Regions from separate parts of the Mus musculus genome. Here region 1 is linked to region 2. The links are chromatin contacts, called in public Micro-C maps. All regions are on one chromosome and are shown on one strand. Each heading gives the region's core, a stretch centred on a gene start, on an enhancer-like site or on the middle of the called end of the contact. The rest is flanking DNA. Distances are from core to core; before and after follow the strand shown.

Evidence for each region. A called contact is a pair of places that touch in the nucleus more often than the background predicts.
Region 1: a contact with region 2 is called in a Micro-C map of embryonic stem cells, with 3 times the contacts expected there. The contact joins two enhancer-like sites. A contact is called at or near these places in 6 of 15 datasets of contacts at CTCF or cohesin (CD8 T cells, the NIH/3T3 cell line, embryonic stem cells and 1 more), 74 of 484 Hi-C or Micro-C datasets (the AML12 cell line, the AtT-20 cell line, B cells and 31 more) and 3 of 115 datasets of contacts at active chromatin or transcription factors (all in embryonic stem cells).

The regions. Positions count from the first base shown.
Region 1 is chr11:52,621,757-52,624,482 of GRCm38.p6, forward strand. All of the region lies in intron 1 of Gm30366 (a long non-coding RNA gene), which reads left to right. Among named protein-coding and RNA genes, the nearest start is that of Gm30366, 44 kb to the left of the region's middle. Within about 2 kb of position 1,310, at least 2 of the 459 cell types and tissues checked have an H3K27ac peak or open chromatin away from gene starts, as enhancers often do.
Region 2 is chr11:52,419,756-52,422,588 of GRCm38.p6, forward strand. No RefSeq gene overlaps it. Among named protein-coding and RNA genes, the nearest start is that of 9530068E07Rik, 25 kb to the left of the region's middle. Within about 2 kb of position 1,461, at least 3 of the 459 cell types and tissues checked have an H3K27ac peak or open chromatin away from gene starts, as enhancers often do.

The sequences.
Region 1 (2,726 bases), core at 60-2,559, 200 kb after region 2:
CCTGTACTCAAGCCAATTCGAGTATACTCTTTCCAAACTCTTGAATTGAGTACTTTCTGATCCTCAAGGCCAGGACAAGTTAGTTTCTGAGGATCATCTTAGTTCTAGAAGTCTCCATTCAACCTGACGTCTCTATAACCTGGGACCAAAGCTGCCAAGGGGCTACCTAGTCCCTGGTCACAGGCGCCATATTAGTCACTTGGCTATGACAAAACTCTTGACAAGAAGCAACTTAAATCAATGAAAGGTTCTCTTCAGTTTATGGTTTCAGAGGTCATGGCAGTCCATCATGGGGGATGAAGGCATGGCAGGGACCAGTTAGATCCCCACAGTGACCTACTTCTTCCTCTATTAGAGTCTGCCTTGTTAGCAACCTTCACAAATACCACCACCACCTTCTGGGGACCAAGTGTTAGGACACAGGAGCCTGCGGAGGACCGCTCACTCAAAGGACAGGCAGTCTGTGTGGGAACCTTTCTCTACCAAGTTCTAGGAACTGTTGCTCATGGCTCTCACATGTGGCCAGGAGGGCCTACCAGATCCTGTTTCCTGGACTCAAGGACTCTTCCTCTACTTAGAGACCCAGGTTGCCTGCCCAGAGGCTGATATCCTGACCTGGCACCTGCTTAATTTAGTTCTGAGAGTCCTTTAAAATCACAGGGTGGCAAGGCTGGGGTAGGTGGGTGGGTGGGGGCTCTTTGCATTGTCAAACACTTGGACTAGAAGCTAATCTTACCTGTAGTACAGGGTTAAAAGCTGGTCTCGATCTGGAAGCATCTGGCTTGAAGATTTAGGTTTGCTTTTTGTTTTCAAATGATCTCTGGACTAGAGAGTACTAGGGCCCCAAGAAAGCACTCTGTTTCCGAATTGTATTCTTGCCTCCCCAAGTCAATTATGGGAAAGCCACCGAGCTCACTCTGATACTTATGATTGCACAGCTCCTAAGCCCCATGCACCAGGGGAAGCCAAACAAATATGCTTCTGTTTTACAGATCCTTAGACATTTCCACAAAGGCTCCCTTAACTGTCTCTGACAGTAAGAAAATTAATAGATGAAGCTGACAGTGTGTAAAATGACTGTGTGTGTGTGTGGAGGTCTCTGAGGATAACATCACGTCTTCACTAGAAATGGCTGGTATGATGGGGATTCTAGCAGTGTTGGGAGATGGATGGGTGGAAAACCTGCCATGGGTTAAACGCTATCATTATGGGCTCTTTCGATCAGGAAATAGCTGTGGAGTACCTGCTTCCTGTGGAACACTGGCAAGGTAGCCAGGAATGCAGGCCAGTGGTGGTTGTAACAGTTCTTTGATCTTGAAGAGCTGCCCACTCACAGCAGGAAGAGAAGGGGCACACACTCAAAGGTGTTCTGTGTTCTAAGAAGCATGGAAGGAGGAAACGCTAGTTGGAAACCTGGGCTTTCTCAGGGGAAAGGGACTTGAATCAGACTTCAAAGGAAATGAACAAATCATTATTTGGAATGGAATTATGTATTATTGAATGAGCCTTGAGGCAGCCATTCATTGGCCAGGGCTTGGAGGTTTTATTTACTGAGAATGTTGAAATAAAATTTATTATAACAAGAATTGGCCTGGCCTGTATTTGTCCTATATTTAAAACATGTAATTTTTCACAGTAACAGCGGAGAACATGAAATTTAAATGTGGGCTTCTTTATGGAGTCTAGGAAATGGCTTCTTCCTGGATGGAATTGCAGTATTGACTGTGTTAGGTTTGCAGGTGATTGAGCAAATAGTATTTTCTATTTGATCTTATTATATTTTAATCACATGGCAAGAAATGTCAGAATTGTACAAAATGAGAAACTTCACAAGCTCGTATTTCACGATACAGCCGATTTGTAGAGAGCTTTGGAAGGGACCTCGCTTGCATTGATTTGCTGTGGTGATCAATTGTGGCTTAGTACTAATGGGATGGTATGGGACCAGCTTCCTCCACGCTGAGCCTGAAGGTCACTTCTCCACATCCCCCTGCCTGGAGCCTGCCACGCTGCTCTGTTTTATGCTGTGACTTGAGTCTGAAGGTCACTGGGTGAAATACCACCTACCTCTGCCTTGCTAACACATCAAACCATCATGGCTGAACAAATATTGCCCTTGGGCCAAGCCATATATCGAGATACCCATTTTTCTTGCTTTTCTTTTTTTTTACTCTCTCTAGGTTTTCCCTCTCTGTCTTCTTCCCAATCTAGGCTCAGGGTTTTGTTGTCTCCATGAGACAGCATGGTCAGGCTAAAGTAAGCCCTTGCCTGAGTTACTGGCTTTTGTTTCTGGAAAGTCCAAACTCTTCCCATTAGAATGGAATTTATGCACAGGCAAAAGTCACAGAATTTCCTCAGAGATCCCACTGTCTGGGAACCTGAAGGGAGATGCCGAGCCCCAGGGACAGTGTTAACACTAGAAATGGGGCTGTAGCTTCAGGATATCATGTCTCTTTATGATGGTGTGGAGATAGAGAGGCCACAAAGATGTCCCTGGCCCATGAGAGGTTCCTGGAAAATAGAGATTCTATCCATTTCATATAGTTCTGTTGAGACTGGGGGTGCAGAGGAGATCATTGTGGCAGAAACTTGTCCTCATAGGGGAATTCTCACAAGCAGGAGCCAGGAATCCCAAACTGCTAGCTGTTGTACCCTGTGATGACCCTTTGACCAGGTCTGGACTTTCCTACATCCTTATTAGAGAGACCCTGATTTGCACGGTAGAG
Region 2 (2,833 bases), core at 211-2,710:
GACCCCAGTGGGTAGGTTTCTAAGAAGTAGAAAGGGGTAGCTCTCTTTTTTTTTTGTGTCCTGAGCCCACTCACACTGGGACAGGAAATGGCATCGGGCCTGTGGTTCTTGTGCCTTTCTTTTCTCTGAAATTTCAGTTTCTGTTGAAGGGGGCAGGGGTCTCTGAGCAGTCCTTTGCCTCAGGCTCCAGGAAACTGCTAGGTTTGCAGAAACACGTGCTTGGCTTCTTCACTGTACCTTGTACGTACACCCCTGCCTTTCTTCCCTGGTCATGGTCTTTGAGCCCTTTGACTCTGGTATAAAAAAGGAAAAGCAGGCAGAGCTGTCATCTCAGAGTTGTTTTGGCCACAGCGGTGGATAAACCGTCAGTGTGGAACACACCTTGGTCATCCCTTGCCCGGCTGCCCATCCTTGCTCTCCGTGTCTCCTGCTGTGTCACCCAGCCCTCTCCATCACTAGGGGCAGGATGGTGTTAATATACACAGTGCCGTCCATGGGTGGGCTTAGATTTATCAGAAAACAGCTATTTATTTCTAGGGAGAAAGTATCTGTAAAAGGATAACCAGGATTATTGAAGATGACAGGGGCTCATGCATTAAAATTAAAGAAAAAAATCAGGTCTGGAGATTTCATCCCCAAAGCCTCTAAGTACAAATATCTGGACCTGGTGGAGTGTTGTGATTTCAGGATAGAACGGGTAACTGAACAGAGAGACCAGCATTGGCTCTACGAAGACAGAGAAAACTTTACCCAGAGTTCCAAGAGGCCGTGACCCGGGTGACGGCTGTAAGGCAAACTTCTCTCAGCACAGTGGGCATGGGTGCTGGCTTTGGAGAAGAACAGTGTTTTATTCATTGGCTTGGTGCATAAATCAAGGGAGCTGTTTGATATTGCCCACTAAAGCTCACCGGAAGGAAAAGAATCTGAGACTTCAGAGGGGGTGGGGAGAGATGGGGCAAGGCTTGAGATTTTTCAGACGCTTCCCCAGAAAAGGGAGAAGGGGGAAGGGGCTGGGGGCAGTTCCTAAATGTCTTGGGCTGGGGGAAGGTGTCAGCCAGTACTGGCCATGTGTACCTGACGTGTTTTTACAGCCTAGAGGTGACACTCGTAGTTAATGATTGTGCCCTAGTGGGCCTCTTTCCTGACTTGTCCTCTTGGCCCGCTTCTCTCTTTTGACGCAGCGAGAGGCACTTTTGATGTAATTGGGCCTTGAAACACCACTGTAATCACTTTGTGAGCTCCTTCAGCTTATTTTTAATTACAAGGTCTATTGCATTGTTAAATTATTAACTCTTGTCAATTACTTCTCGTGGTGTTTTCTTATCTCGATGGAGCCGAAAACAGCGAGGTCTTGGTGGCTCATTTGAGATTCAGCCCCTGTAGCTTAAGGCCAGTCAGGGGAGCTGGTGTCTCAGCGTGGGAGCCTTTGGGACTGCAGAGTCTGTTCTGGGAAATAGGCGGCAGGGCTGGCTAGAGCTAGCCCTGGAAGGGGAGGGGCCCACAGGGTATAGGCAACAGCTTCCCCATCCACCTCTAAGCAGAGACCATGCACATTTTCTTCAAACAAAAGTGGCACGTGTCCTTTTGGCTCCTCTGCCCAGGCTCAGACACTCTTCCCTTCAGGCTCGCCTGATCCTGGCCATTTCCCAAGCCTGGTCCAGGATCTCTTTCTCCTCGCCCTTCTCAGCTCAAACTCCATTGTCCCTTCTCTGATGCTCATGAGCGTTCATGACAAATAACTAAACAACAAACACTGAGCGCCTACTTGTGTAGTTGTCTAATGTCCACAAATACAGGTTCTCCTTGTCGTGTTAAGTTTGTCCAGCAGAGGGCAGTGTGACTACACCACAGAGCACACTTTCTCTATTTTTTTTTTTTTTTAGCATTTCCACCAGATCCTGGAATTGCTACTGGCTTTGACAGGGAACCCAAGTCTACACAGACAGGAGCTCAGAAGGAACCCCCACCTCCATCCTCACTTGCCCCAAACCTGGCATAAGCTTGGGATCCATCAATGTCCCTCAATTTGTCTTGAGTTCAGGCAGTGTTGTCCATGGCTCCACCGAGGGTGAAGGACAACTGTGGACTTGAACGTTGGTTTGGCCTCAGCTGATGATGTTGACCGACTTCATCAAGGGGACTTGGGGACTGCTTCCTTAGTGTGGTGGTTTGAATATGCTTGGCACATAGGGAGTGGTACTGTTAGGTGGTGTGACCTTTTTGGAGGAAGTGTGTCACTGTAAGGGTGGGCTTTGAGAGCCTCCTCCTAGCTGCCTGGGACACGGTCTTCTTCTGGTTGCCTTTAGAATAAGATGTAGAATCTCCAGCTCCTACAGTGCCATGCTTGTCATGTTTCCTGCCTTGATGATAACGGACTGAACCTCTGAACCAGTAAGTCAACCCCAATTAAATGTTGTCCTTTATAAGAGTTGCTTTGGTCATGGTGACTCTTCACAGCAATGCAGACCCTAAGTAAGACACTTAGAGATACACAGGGAGCCAGCAACCTGGCCAGAATCAAAGACTGAGAATGTGCCTAACCCCATGTGACCTTGGCACTGTGGCTTAGGGACAGGCATTTTGGGTGGCTGGGTCAGCGGGCAAGTCTAGGATGGCTAGGGTTGGTGAGGCTTGAAGCCCATGGGACAGTTCTGCCCTTTCCTAGAGCTGGGGATCCACAGTGCCCAGGTGCCATTTTAGAGATGAAGGGAATGAGTGTTGTTGGAATGTGGTGGTACCAGGTTCTGGCCACTCCGACCTGTGGGGAGGAGGCAGGACTCCGTATGACTGCCCTGTTCCCACCGGGTTCCAGGTGTGGGTCTGTGTGACAACA